Linked DNA regions of Mus musculus: regions 1, 3, 4 and 5 are each linked to region 2. A link is a contact called in public promoter capture Hi-C data. All regions are on one chromosome and are shown on one strand. Each heading gives the region's core, a stretch centred on a gene start, on an enhancer-like site or on the middle of the called end of the contact. The rest is flanking DNA. Distances are from core to core; before and after follow the strand shown.

Region 1 (2,700 bases), core at 18-2,517, 2.8 Mb after region 2:
CTATTCTGCTACTACCTCGAACTTGAAGATCGCTGGGGCCGATAAACCACAATCAAGAACACATTTAACTAGGAGGAAGCCCGTAGGAGGCTACCCACGGGCAATGTGAGAGGGCACACCGGGCAGGGCAGCCCAACGAGGGCTAAAACACCTGTTTCCTCCCACACTTGGTGGCTGGCTGGGTTGCTAACCCAGTCTAGCAATACCTGCCACGATTCGTAGTTTTAAGCCAGTGAAAGCAATCAATGTCGGATCAACACAGACACTAACCGGCAAATGATCCCAAAATAGATTTCAAAATTCAACTTGTGTTATCATAACGTTTTAAATTAGTGAGGCGAGGTTCGGTACCAACTTAACCAGCATCCCTACTGCTGGGCAAATGAGCTTCAGCGCCATGCAAGAGCCTCAGTTTCCATTTTTAATTTTTTTTTAAGTCTCAAAGATGCATTAAAATAAGTGTGTGGCCGCTTGTTCAGTAATCCCTCAGTGCCTCTCCAAGTATCCTGCGTTCCAGTACTTTCTGAAAGCGAGGGCGATCTTCCTAGTCTTGTTCTGCATAATTATGGCTCCGAAACGCCATCCTAAATTTGAATGAAAATAATTTTCTTAGGCTGGGGTGGATCCGCGGCGCTCAAAACTGGGCCTCAGAGCTCCGGTTCCCACAGCCGACAGAACCTTCCAGGGCCCCGGGGGTCGCCGGCAACAGGCTACTCACATCTAAACCAGGTCCGCGGCCTGCAGGAGGCGGCGGCGACGGCGACGGCGGCGGCGGGCAAGCCAACGGCCTGAGGGAATAACTGCACCTCGCCAGTCCCGGCCGGGGGATGACCGCGACCGCGCGCCGGCGTCCGCTCCCCTCCCCCAGGCCCGGGGCTGCGGTCCCCGGGCGCGCCGCCCGCGGCTCGGAGGACCGCTGCCGACGTGAGGGTCTCCGCAGACGCCCGCGCGTCCTCAGGCGGCGCGGCCGCGGCTACGTGGCCCACGCGAGGCGAGGCCGCGAGCGGGGACGCGGCCCCCCGGGAAGCCCCGGCGCTGTCTCCGGCCCGCTTACCTGCGGCACCGCGCGCGGCTCTCACTCGGCGGACTGTTGTGCAGCCCCGCAGGGATGCCCCAAGAAGCGGGGGAGCAGGGGGCGGGGCCGCCGCCTCCGAAGCCGCGGGCTACAGCGGAGCCCGCCGGGCCTCATGAATGGGACGCGGCGGCGGCAGCAGCGGCGGCGGCGGCCGAGCTGGCGGTAGACTGCGCGCACGCCCCGCCCCGGCCCGGCCACGTGACGCGAGCTCCGCCCCCGCCGGCCGCGCGCCTGGAGCCCTGGGCCCCTCCGGGGAGAGAGCAGCTCGACGCCGGCGCCGGCCTCAGAAGGGCGCTTTAAAAAAAAGTTTCCTCCGGTCCCCATGGCAACCTTGCGGCGCTGCGTCGGGCTTCAGAGTCCAGCTACCAAAAAAGAGTGCAAACGGTCTGCTGCATAATGGTGTCCCCGCGTAACGCGAGTGCACCATCATGGGATCACTGCAGAACCCGTATCTTTCCTTATTTACCCTTGGAGCTCGGTGATAACACCGCCTACTTAAAAAGTGCACTTTAACGGCTGCAGCTGCGAGTGTTAGTGACGGCGGCTGTTTTTCGTCTTGTATATCTGCAGCTGGTTCTTTCGATGGAAGGCCATGGCATCACTTCTAAATGCTTGTTAATTTCTTCGTGCTCACCGCGAGCATGAACAGTGTGACACAGTCTTCCGGCCGCTGAGCCATGCATTTATACAAACTCTCTCCGGTATGGGCCTGGGCACAGCAGTTTCTTTGCAACAATGAAGCGCGGTGAGCATAGTCTGTGCTGGGACCCGGGAAACCTTTCGTTTCCCTGCCTAAGTACCGCCGTGTGGAATTCAACCAGATTGCCTCAGTAGTTACCAAGGTCCACAGAGACACCCAAACCTACTGGGATTTTTCACTTCAGCGTGGCTCTTCATCTGATCTACCAGTGAAAGAAATGTTTTCAAGGTTGAAAGTTTCCCGTAAATGCTCGAGAAATACTACTCCTCCGCTGTGGGGAAGTGCAATTAAACCCAGAGAACCCAGTCCTCAATCCCCAAGTCAATGCACTGGGAACAGCTACACCTTCATTCCCATTGGGAGCCCAATGTAGCTTGCAGCCCAGACTGTAGAACACGCTGTTACTGTTTGTTCTCTAGCTTCTCATTCTTGACTTTTCCTGTTTCTCTCGGGATAGTTTCATTACCTCCTACCTTGGGAGGGAAATATTCTCACGCTTCCTTCCTCTCATCATGCAGAAAGCAGCAGACAACCCGCCCTTCCTCTGTCACCGCCCCCTCTGGGCTTTGACACCTTACTCAGAAGGATTGGTTCATGTTTATAGTATTTTCCTCATTCTCTAGTGGCTGCCTGCTTCATGCTACTACTGAGGCAGAAGAGGAACTAATTAAATATTTGTTGACTGTTCCTCGACTTCCCCCAGCTGATACCTGTAAAGTTGGGGCACACCCAACTCCCATCTGCTTCACTGCCCAGAGTCTTTCCTCACCTTCTGACCCTACCACCTTCCAGTTTCATGGCCAAGAACCTTCCCCCACCAATCATCGGTCTGCTAGTCTAGATGTATCTTTCATTTCAAAGAGAGAAGACCTTGTTGCCCCTAATGTAGTTTGGCCCGAGATGTTTTGACTCTAGAGTTGCAAGC
Region 2 (2,700 bases), core at 19-2,518:
CCCATTTCGTAAGGAATTTGATTCCGGGTAGCAAGTACTGTTTTATGATGACCAGAATATCCTGGACCGAGAAACTTGAAGGGATTTGGTGCATAAGTCTAAGGGTAAACTGGGATATCAATTGACCGACAAATAAGTTCATTCTTGGTTCCGTCAGGGCTGTGCCAGCAAAGGGGCGTTGTGTTGATGATGTGACTGTCCCAGGAGTCCTGTTTCCCAAAATGTTGTTGCTGCACCAGGCTCATCTGACCATGCACTTTTCTTCCTTTTCTGTGGTCTTCCAGGACGATGACACATGTGTCCCTGTAGGTTGGCTGAGTGATTGAGTGACTGCAGGGCTGGGGAAGGACAGAGTGCCTGCTGATGTGAAGATGGGTGGAATGGAGTGGTGGGAGGTGGAGCAAGGAGAGCCCACGAGTGTTGTCTGAGTGGATGCTGTGCATAGGCATTTACACCAGAAGCTAATGGTCCTTGATGGAGCTGGGGGCTCTCAGCTCTATTAACAGACTGTGGTGGGTGTTGTTGTATTAGCTTATTTTATTTACTTGGTGCTTGTAATATGTTTTGGTGTATGAGTTCCTCTGATAATTTGACAAGTTTTGTGAAATTCTGGAACATGATTTGTTATTGGGATTGTTCCTGTGACTGTTCAAAAGTGATTATTTCCATTCTCTGCAAGTTTATAAGGCACGCCCGAGAGACCTTTTGCTTTTCAGCTTTCTGCTTTTGGTGTCATCCTGATGTCCCTTTTCCAGGAAGAAACAGCTGAGTCCTGCAGGCGATAAGTGACAGGCTGTAGTCAAAGGTCAGGGTTTGAGTCTGGACATAAGGGTCTGTGTCTCTGACCTTCACATTCTGCCAGGCCCTGAGAGAGTGAGCTGTGCAGGCCAGTGGCGAGCCTGTGTCAGGGTGAGCCGGTTTGGGAAAATAACAAGTGTGAACGGGAAGAGAGTGAATCAGCCTCAGTGGCTGGCAAACTGCTCCTTCCCTGCTCTTCCTGGTATGGCAAGTGGGAGGAGGATGAAGCAGGTTTCACAAGGGCAGGTGCCCAGAATTCACAGTCATCTGGTGCCAAGATGCAGGCTTCCTTAATCTACGGCTGCACTTTCCTCTGTGCACTTTGACTAGGAGGACAGAGTAGGATCTGTGGATTGGCTGTCTGGTCCTTCCTGGATTGTGCAAACCTGTGACTCTTGCCAAGAGCTGTCCATGCCTGGAGCTGCTTCTTTCTCATTGGCTAACTTTGTTTCATTTTGCTGGGAGGCGTATCTTTCAAGTTGCAGGCAGTGATATCTACAAGCACCTCGCAGCAGCTCGGGGACTCCGGCCGTCACGATGACGAGGACAACGGTAGATGAGTTGGTCTTCTTTGTGAATGGCAAAAAGGTAAGTGGCAGTTGACCTTTGGTTTAGAGATTCTGCTGTCTGAAAGGGGACCTGTGTCACTTCTCTTGTGTGGACACTTTGATGTGTTCTGGTCTCATCTTACCCCTCAAAAGATATTGCTGTAGTTTGGTAACTTTAGAGCAAGATGAACACAGGCAAGACGCTCAGAGGGCAAAGGAGGAAGGGGAGGGAAGAGAGAGGGATGGCCACTCTATGCTAGAGGACACACTGGCTCAGAGGTGGGAAAAGGAACAGAGTCTAGGTGAGAGGAGGAGGCAACAGCACTTCCCTATTTCTGTGTTTCTTCTCTGTTTCTAGTGTTTCAGTGGCTCTCTTTAATACAAACAGCAGGAGGCGGGCACTTTTATGCTAATGCCGGAACATAAAACACACACAGCCACTGGTTCTGATATATGATCCTGTACATAGATTTAACTAGAGCTGATTTACTGTGCGGCAACATATACTGACACCTTGTGGCAAGCCATTATTGTCATTATTTTCATAAAGGACTCCTCCATCACCATCTCTCAGTTCTATATGTAAATATTGCAAACCCCTTAAACGGCACTTGTGAATGTAGGTAAAGTGGTATGGGGTCCACAAAATCCCTGATAGCCTGAGAATCTTTGCAAGGTCAACTCGGTGCAGGGAGAGAAGGAGCAAGCTAAGTGTATTGTTTCTGGCGTTGTTGGCCTCCCTTCAAGGTACTCCCAGCACTGCAGCTCCCCACTTGAGGTCACAGGAGAAGAACCCTCATTTCCCCCACTGTAACTGGCCACATGGACTTCATAAACCATGAGTGGGCCAAAGGCTTCCCCCCCTCCCCAAACAATTTTACTTGTTTTTTTATTTTGACACTTTTGTGTTGATTAAAGAGACTGAGTAATTTCTGAAGAAATTTGCAAGAATGGACATGTGATTTCAAGAATTCCTAAGGGCTTAGACTGCCAGCATCTGCTTGGCTAACTAGCACGCAAACTTTAGGAGTCATTTCAACACCAGTACGGTAAAGCCTGTGGATTCAGTGGGAGTGGCCCCATCCCTGGATCCCTGAATCTCTCTGATATATTGCTTTTGTGTGTGTGTGTGTGTGTGTGTGTTGGGCAAGCTTGGACCAAGACAAGGGCTAGGGTGAAATGCCTAAGCTGATGGTAGTAAGGCTTTTGAACTCAATCTTTTAAATGTCTTTTGTGCCCAATGGTTGCATCACAGAGGTGAGGAAACAGCTGTTAACTTGGCTCCCTGGAAATACTGTGCACACACAGACATCATCATCTTTGGGATGCTCATAAATGAATTTTTCCCAGTGAG
Region 3 (2,700 bases), core at 19-2,518, 2.3 Mb after region 2:
AATGCTGACAATTACATAACTTTCACAAATCTGATTATGTTTGACTTATAGGGCCTCATATCTGCTCTTTGTCACCAAGAAAAGCTGGAATCCGGTAAGTAGCTAACCACTGTCACACAGAGTATAGCAACTTAGATAAAATAAATTTATGTGAAAGTTTACTCTTGGGATGGGAAGGAGTAAGCTATCCCAACAACTTTAACATCAGTGACAGCAAAACGTCACATATTTTAGGATACCTTTTACACCGGTTCCAGATTTTTGCCTGCCGACTGCCTAACCACGTGCGTGCCGAGATCTAACCGGGTGAGTCAACAGTGAGCAGCATTTACCTGACAGCGAAAAGGATTCCCTAACTAAGCAGTTTCCCAACTACGAGAGAAAAAAAAAAAATCACCAGGACCTACATCATATGCCCTACTCTATTTCACTGTACCTCCGCTGAGAAAGAAGGGAACTTAGAAATGGAAAAGAGTTTGTGGGACGACGAATCCCACAACCTAGAGGCAGAAGGGAACACGTGTTGAACACGCATCCGAGCCGAGGGAAGGGGCTCCCGGAAGGAACTTAACCTAGACGTGCGCATTCCAAGTGCCCAAAGCAAAACCAATACCGGGGTCCGGGATGCGGAAGCGCGAGACGGTCCTAAAGTGCGCACCGGGTAGCTCTGATGGGGACCCAGGCCTGGGAAGTCTGAGGCCGCCCCCCGGGGGAGCAGAGGCTTCGATGAACATGGCGGCCCAGAAGCAGCCGGGGTGCAGACCTCGTGGAGACCGCGGGATCGGGCCGCACCCTCCCGCAGCCCCCCTCGGGCCAGGCCGCACTTTGCAGCCGCGGCGCCGGCCCAAGCGCGCCGCCGGCCCGGCTCCGCGCCTCCTCTCTCCCGGGACGCCCCGGGCCACGCGCGCCAGGGGTGCCACGCGCCTCGCCGCCCGGCCCGGGATGCCGCAGCCCGGCAGGAGGTCCCCGTCCCCGTCGCCGTCCCCGCTCATCCTACCTTGGCCTGCAGCCGTGCTGGCGCCCAGGCCAGGCAGGTGCAGGTACCGCTGAGGTGCGCGGAAGGCACGTACTCCTGGTGCAGCCGGTTGTTGGCGGTCTCCCATACTCGCAGCTGACCGTCACTAGAGGCTAAAGCGAAGTAGGCTTGACTGTCCGGCGAGAAGGCGCAGGGGACCCCCGCCGGGGCCAAGGGGTCGTAGCTACCGCCGCCTCCGGCCGCCATTGCTGCTCTGGCTCCGCGGCAGCCACGTGTTCGCCCGGGCGCAGGCGCACCGGCGCGGGGTGGGGCCTGCAGGGAGGAAGTGGGGCGGAGGGAACGCTGAGAGCCCAAGAAGTGGCTGGTCGTGACGCAGGCCAGCGTTTAGCCGGGCCCACCCTGTGGACGGTGGCTCAGTGGGGTCCTTCTTAACTTGTCCTGCGAAGGAAGCGCGAGGGGAAGTGATTTGCATACTACCGAGCCAGATCCTTCTTTTAAAACTACGTCCTATGAAACAACTAGACGAAATGTTTAAAAGAAATATTTACTTACATCTCCGAGATTGTAACAGCTGTTTCCATGTTTCTTTAGTCTCTTCGAGGACGTGGCCATGTACGTACAATAATTATCCAATCATAGTTCTATCAAAGTTAGAGTTGGGGCTTGAAGAAACAAGATGCCTCTTTTATCTGTGTTAACACACAGAGATACTATTGGACAAGAGAGGAGGTCAAGTTGGGTGTAAATAAAGAATCCGGGCGGTGGTGCCTCACGCCTTTAATCCCAGCACTTGGGAGGCAGAGGCAGGCGGATTTTTGAGTTCGAGGCCAGCCTGGTCTACAGAGTGAGTTCCAGGACAGCCAGGGCTATACAGAGAAACCCTGTCTCAAAAAACAAAAAACAACACACACACACACACACACACACACACAAAAGAAAAAAAAAAAAAAAGAAAAGAGAAACCAAACATATATTCCCATCTGGATGTGTGCCTTTTAATCCCAGCACTCTATCTGAGGCAGACGCAGGCACGGTCTAGAAACTGAATTCTATAACATCGAGGACTATAGGGAAACTGTCTCCAAAAGATAAATGATAGATAGATAGAAGAAATTTTTTCCTTATTTTATTGGTTCTTTTTTTTTAATTATTGGTTATTTTGTTTATTTAAATTTCAAATGTTACCCCCCCCCCGGGTTTCCTCTCCTAGAACCCCCATCCTACCCACCTCCCCCAGGCTGCTTCCTCACCCACATGCACACTCCCGCCCCACCACTCTAGCATTCCCCTACGCCGGGGCATCATGTCTTCACAGGACCAAGGGCCTCCACTCCCTTTGACGACAAACAAGGCCATCCTCTGCTACATATGCAGCTGGAGCCATGGGTCCCTCCTGTGTACTCTTTGGTTGATGGTTTAGTCTCTGGGAGCTCTGATGGTACTGGTTGGTTGATGTTGTTCTTCCAATGGGGCTGCAAGAGCCTCTCAGGAGACATCCATATCAGGCTCCTATCAGCAAGCACTTCCTGGCATCAGCAATAGTATTTAGGTTTGGTGGCTGTATATGGGATGGATCTCCAGGTGGGGCAGTCTCTGGAAGGCCTTTCCTTTAGTCTCTGCTCCACTCTTTGTCCATGTATTTCCTTTAAACAGGAGCAATTCTGGGTTAAAATTTTGAGAAGGGTTAATGGCCCCATCTCTCAACCAGGGACCGTGCCTAACCT
Region 4 (2,700 bases), core at 88-2,587, 2.3 Mb after region 2:
TGAAAAGCAAGTCTCATTAGAGCCTAGGTCATATCCTCCCGTCTCCAGTCCTCCTCCACATTCTCCTGCTTCGGATCTGCTGCTCCCTGGACTGAACTCCAGCCAGTTGTGAGAACAATGTAGGACTAAGATGACCTGGCTATGGGCCTGTCACTCCCCCCACCTAGGACCAGAGGCCAGCATGGTCCATGGCTACCACACTGACGCCCAGACAGATAGAAGCTCTCTTCACCCTTTACGCTTCTGAGGAAGAATGAGGCCTTCTGAGGGCAGGCACAGTGGCACACCTGTGATCACAGCGCTCTGGAGAGACAGGGGTACCAGAAGTTCAAAGCCATCTTCAGTGACCTAGCAACTCCCAGGCCAGCCTGCGCTACCCTGCCTCACAAAAGACAAACGGAAAATAAACAGTCACCCTTCCAAATCCCCTCCCATCAGTGTGGGCCTCGTTCTGGATGGTAGCCAGTAGAACCACAGTGTTAGGAGACCAAAATCAATCAAGCAAGAAACACGCCGATCTCCACTTTCTTGGCGGCACAAGAACAAAAGTTCCACGCTGGCCTTGGGCTGGCCAAGTGCCCACCTATCTCCACCCTCAAAACCAGGGACAGGAGAGCTTTTACATACAAGGAAACTGAGACTCAGAGGTGCAAACGCCAGCCCCATAGTCCAGTAAGTGTGTCTGGTGTCAGAATTCAAACCCAGAGCAGAATCTTTCCAAACCTTCACTGTAACTCGGTGCTCTAGTCCCCAAGCTTAGGACTGTCCCCACTCCTGCCAGCACCATCGTTCTCAGCACCCGCAGGGAATTTAGCCCAGAGGAGCAGAACCAACCATTGCCAAGGGTCACTACCCTGGGGAAGGGAGCAGCCCAGAGCAGCCCTCTTCCTAGACTCATACCAGCCAGCCAGCAGCATGTCTGGCCTCATTCAGAGAGACCCAGAGAGAGGCAGAGATCTCCTACTGTGACACGGCTTCCCTCTCCCCTCACTATGCTCTTTTTGCTTGCTTCAAGTTCAGATCTCCTCCTTCAAAGGATTTCGAAGGCTTGGCCCTCCCATCCAAACAGCTCGGTGAGCGAACGCCAGTATCTCTCACCTCTCCATCCAGAGGCCAATCCCCTGTCAGTGGAGGAATCCAGGGTCCTTAGTCTCTCTGGAAACAATGCTGTCCCTGCACAGAGGGAGGCAAGGGTAGGGCATCACCCACCTGGCCTGCCTTGGCCCAGGGCCAGCTTAGGAGGCCTAGGCCACGGCCTTCTGTCCAAGCAGGTACAAGAAAGCCCACAGCCGCGGCTGGCACACTCCTGCTCTCTGCCAGGCTCCTCTTGAATAAACACGGCTGCATGGCAACCGCTCTCTGAAGGAGCCCAAGTCCCTGTGTGGAGGAGAGAGAGAGAGAGAGAGAGAGAGAGAGAGAGAGAGAGAGCACTAAGACTTTTCCCCTCGGCCTCATTTCCCCCGTGGCTTCCCCCGGTGCTGGGCACGCCCCAGAGGCCAACCTGTCCTCTAGGGCCACAACAAAGCATGGGGGAGGGATAATGCACGAAAGCATCCCAGAGCCAGCTGGGATCCACTGGGTAGTGGCTGCGTCAAGAAATGTACAGCAGACTGAGGCAGGAGCCATAGGAAGGTGATCCTATGCACACGGCCTCTAGGCCCCAGAGGCCTCTCTGCTCATCAGCTTGCCTCCGTAGGCAAAAGGCCAGGTAGGGGCAGGCAGCAAGCAGAGCCGGGTCTGACCTCGATTTTGCTGTTGCTGTTTTACGCTCTATGACCAGGGCTTAACCTTGCTCAGCCTCAGTTTCCCTCATCTATAAAATGGTACTGCCAGGAAGAAGCACAGCGTTTGTCCAGAACAGAATAGGCCCTCTGTTTATCTCCACAGAGATATTTTTGTAGCCGAAAGCCAAACATTTGGGAACTCTGAAGTCTCTGTGTGTGCTTCCTCGAGGAGCCCCTCCGTGCACCGGTGTGTCATCCCCTCAGATAGCAACTGTTCCTGCCTCTTGCCCTGCCCTCTCTTGACCCTCTCCAGCCCACCCTCCAAGGCATACAGGGGAGGAGCACACAGCTTTTCAAAGCACCACTTGCCCAAACACTAAGGGTTTTTTTTTTTTTTTTTTTTTAGGCAACCCCTCCAACTTCTCAGCGAGGAGTCCGCTCGGCAGACACAGGAATACGGAGCGGAGGAGTCTGGAACAGGCTGCCTCACTCCCAGGAAGCCTAGCTGCTGAATAAATGCATCCAGTACAACGCTTTCCTCTCTGTGGTCCATGGGGACCATCCAGAAGCCTCTCTAAGGAGCAAGCTCCAAGAGCAAGCGAGGCCACTAGTGGCCTGCCAGTAAGAATGGAAAACCAGGAGAGGGGCGCGCACACGCCTTTGATCCCAGCACTCGGAAGGCAGAGGGGGGAGGATCTTTGAACTTGAGGCCGGCCTGTTCCAGGACGGCCGGACTACAAGAGGAAACCCTGTCTCAAAAAAGAAAAAGAAAAAGAAAAAAGTACTAGCTATCTACCTGTAGAGAGCAGTGGTCCCACCAGAGGGCGCCAGCAGGGTCCTCTGAGGGAGAAGCTGACTGCTACCAAATTCCTGAGCCTGGGGGCCCTCCTCCAGAGTCCAGGGGACATGCAGAGAGCACAGGCTGCCCCGGGAGGAACTGAGCGACCAGATAGATGGTTTACTACCCACACAGGGC
Region 5 (2,700 bases), core at 186-2,685, 3.0 Mb after region 2:
CTTGTTTGCATAGCAAGTACTCTTAGCCACTGACCCACCTCCCTGTGCGCACTCTGGGTTTTTGAGAGGGACTTTTGCTGTGTTAAGTTTACCCGTTGGAATGCCAGGGTTAAAGGCCTGTGCCCACCACATCCTGCTCATTAACTGATTTTACATTGCCTAGGGTGAGGATCTAGGAAGTGGTGGTAGACTTATGTAACAAACCCTGAAAGTGCCATAACTTTATAAGAAACATAATTATTTAAGCAATGATTTTTGAGGACAAATAGGATCAAAGATACAGCATCAGTACCACCTGGCGCCTATTCTCCACCTCTGACCTACGCAATCCCAGACCCTGATTTTTTCAAGCGCATATTTAAAGCCACCCTCAATTTATTAGGATTATTATCTTATTTTACATTTTATCTACTAGTTTGGGGAGGAGGCTGCACATTCCCTGGTACCTGCATACGGGGCTCAAGGAACAAATTACAGGAATTGGTTGTTCTCTGTGGGCCCTGAGAAAATAACTCAGTCATGCGTGCTAACAGGCACTTTTACCTGCTGAGCCATCTTGCTGGCCCCTAAGTTGTATTTGTATTGTCTGGACTGCTGTGAAGTACACGGATACTCAGTGCTGGAGACCATAGTGTTCCTGCCTTGGAGGAATTTCTTTTGGAAGTGGGGTAGGAAGGGAGGTGGTTTTCTACGTGTAGCGTGGCTGTCCTGGAACTAAGCTCTGTAGACCAGGCTGGCCTTCAGCTCACAGAGATGCTGCCCCAGCCTTCTAAGTGCTGGAATCAAAGGTGTCGCCACCACCGTCTGACACGGAATTTCTGATCAGACTTCTAGAATATGACCTCCCGGCGGGGAGAAAGTAAAGGCCACTGGCTGGAGTGCAATTTCAAATAAGCGAGAACGTTTCTGGAGCCCACTGGAGAGTGCTCAGCCGCCGCCCTCTTCCGGATTACATTCCTTCTCTTGAGCATTGTTTATCTAAAACTCAGTTTAACCAGGCCAACTGCCCTCTGCTAAATCAGGCAACTTCGGGCTGCCCGCTGCAGGCGCCAGGGGACCCCCAAACCAGGGCGGCTCCCAGCCCACCCGGGTCAAATTCCAGCGCTGGCGCTCCGCCCTCGGCTCGGGAATGCGGAAGGGGCGCGGGACTTGCGCTGGGAGCCGGGGAGACCAGCAAGCCGGCGCGGCTGCGGCAGGAGGATGCCGTGCCAGTGAGCTGGGGAATATGTACTCGCGGCTACAGGGGCTGAGTTCGTCGGGTCGTGCAGCCAGGCTAGTTTCCGCCGCTGGCTGCCTGGGTCCTCCGGGTCTTCGAAACGCTTGCAGCAACCCCCTGCCACGGTTGGTCGCGCCGGGCTCGCCGGTGCTCCTTCCGCCCCGCCCCCGGGCCGGAAGTGCGGCGCCGCCACTGTCCCGCCCCAACCTCCGCTGGTCGCAGTCGCCGGTCGGATCCTCTCGGGTGTGCAGCATCAGGTCAGGTGAGTGGCTCTCGACCCCGCGGGGCATCTCCCGGGCCGCATCTGTCCCTAGTGCTGCGCAACCGCGCCTGGAGCCTGCGGGCGGCTGGACCATCGGCTGGTGGAGCGGAGGTGGCTCGGTTCGAGGCCCTACGCGGTTCCTGTGCTGGCGAACCCTGGCCGAACGAGGCCCCGGGACCGTGTGCACTGGGCCTGCGACATCCGATGACTGACACCTGGTGCCCGGCTGCCCGCACCTGCCGCGGCTGCAGGCTGCAGGCTGCAGGTCCAAGCTGTGTGTTAGCGCAACTGCGTGCATCTGTTCTAGACGCGTTGGGGGAGGAGAAGCCCGCTGGTGTATGGTTCCTGCCAGAGGAAACCAGGAACTGGTACTAGAGTTCCTGGTTAGCAAATGCTAAAATGGGCTGATTTGCATAAATCCTTACTGGGTCTTAGGTCTTGCAAAGATTTAGCTCATTGTTAGAGGACAATTCGAAGAAAGCTGGAAAGAATGGAGAACATATTGAGCCAGGGATCCAAGATGAACTGGTGGATCTCTGCTAGGAGGTACCGAGCAAAAAGCTCAAAAGATGAGCATCGTATTATGTGCACAAGAAGCGCGGGTGGTCAGCCGGAAGGGAGAAGAACAATAACTGAGTACTAGCTGGGAAAGAGGAAGGTAGTTAGGGTAGGGCTCTTGGATACACACGACCCCAGGCGAGACCCTATACAATAAAATAACGTAGTTAGTTAGCCAAGGTAGGCCTCTTTCTTTAGAGGTGTACTGAAAACTCGATGAGAAATGAAAAATTACGTAAGAGGATTTGGGGAGTCACCCACGACAAGGAAGTAACACGACAAAGGATGTTTAGGGAATCGGGTTGACAGCTTTTGTTCTAGAGATGGCTTGGCTGTAGTCCTGTGTGTTAGAGAAATATCACAGCATTTTCTCCTTCAATAAACCCTTAAGTGAGGTGATGTCATTTGCCTGGGAACATCACTTCAGGAATTCATATGATGCCACCAGGGTTTTTCTATCCACTTGCTCCTCACTCTGTCTCTCTGTCTCTGTTTCTCTCTCTGTCTCTCTCTGTCTCTCTCTCTCTCACACACACACACACACACACACACACACACACACAAAGGCACCTGTTCACTGAGCTGCAGCTTATGAAGGACAGATCCCTGGGTGATAATGGTTGGCCAAAGTTAGGAAAGCCAGGGATGGGACCGATATCCCCAT

What was found. Promoter capture Hi-C pulls out the DNA fragments that hold promoters and counts their contacts. Capture Hi-C pulls out chosen DNA fragments and counts their contacts.
Region 1: a contact with region 2 is called in a promoter capture Hi-C map of liver, with 4 times the contacts expected there. The contact joins the promoter of Lpin2 here to the promoter of Xdh in region 2. A contact is called at or near these places in 1 of 39 promoter capture datasets (liver) and 2 of 9 other capture datasets (adipose tissue and liver).
Region 3: a contact with region 2 is called in a promoter capture Hi-C map of adipose tissue, with 2.9 times the contacts expected there. The contact joins the promoter of Wdr43 here to the promoter of Xdh in region 2. A contact is called at or near these places in 2 of 39 promoter capture datasets (the 3T3-L1 cell line and liver) and 2 of 9 other capture datasets (adipose tissue and liver).
Region 4: a promoter capture Hi-C map of hippocampal neurons shows a contact between it and region 2, with 6 times the contacts expected there. The contact joins the promoter of Togaram2 here to the promoter of Xdh in region 2. A contact is called at or near these places in 2 of 39 promoter capture datasets (hippocampal neurons and liver) and 1 of 9 other capture datasets (liver).
Region 5: a contact with region 2 is called in a promoter capture Hi-C map of pre-B cells, with 2.6 times the contacts expected there. The contact joins the promoter of Myl12b here to the promoter of Xdh in region 2. A contact is called at or near these places in 3 of 39 promoter capture datasets (liver and pre-B cells) and 2 of 9 other capture datasets (adipose tissue and liver).

What each region holds. Positions count from the first base shown.
Region 1 is chr17:71,182,099-71,184,798 of GRCm38.p6, reverse strand. It overlaps Lpin2 (lipin 2), which reads right to left and starts at 1,267. Exons shown (of 20, transcript NM_001357791.1): 1 at 1,055-1,267.
Region 2 is chr17:73,948,764-73,951,463 of GRCm38.p6, reverse strand. Xdh (xanthine dehydrogenase) reads left to right here and starts at 1,268. Exons shown (of 36, transcript NM_011723.3): 1 at 1,268-1,386. The coding sequence starts at 1,336.
Region 3 is chr17:71,614,783-71,617,482 of GRCm38.p6, reverse strand. Wdr43 (WD repeat domain 43) reads right to left here and starts at 1,268. Exons shown (of 18, transcript NM_175639.1): 1 at 998-1,268. The coding sequence starts at 1,222.
Region 4 is chr17:71,671,898-71,674,597 of GRCm38.p6, reverse strand. Togaram2 (TOG array regulator of axonemal microtubules 2) reads right to left here and starts at 1,337. Exons shown (of 20, transcript NM_177087.4): 1 at 1,099-1,337.
Region 5 is chr17:70,989,251-70,991,950 of GRCm38.p6, reverse strand. It overlaps Myl12b (myosin, light chain 12B, regulatory), which reads left to right and starts at 1,435. Exons shown (of 4, transcript NM_023402.2): 1 at 1,435-1,478.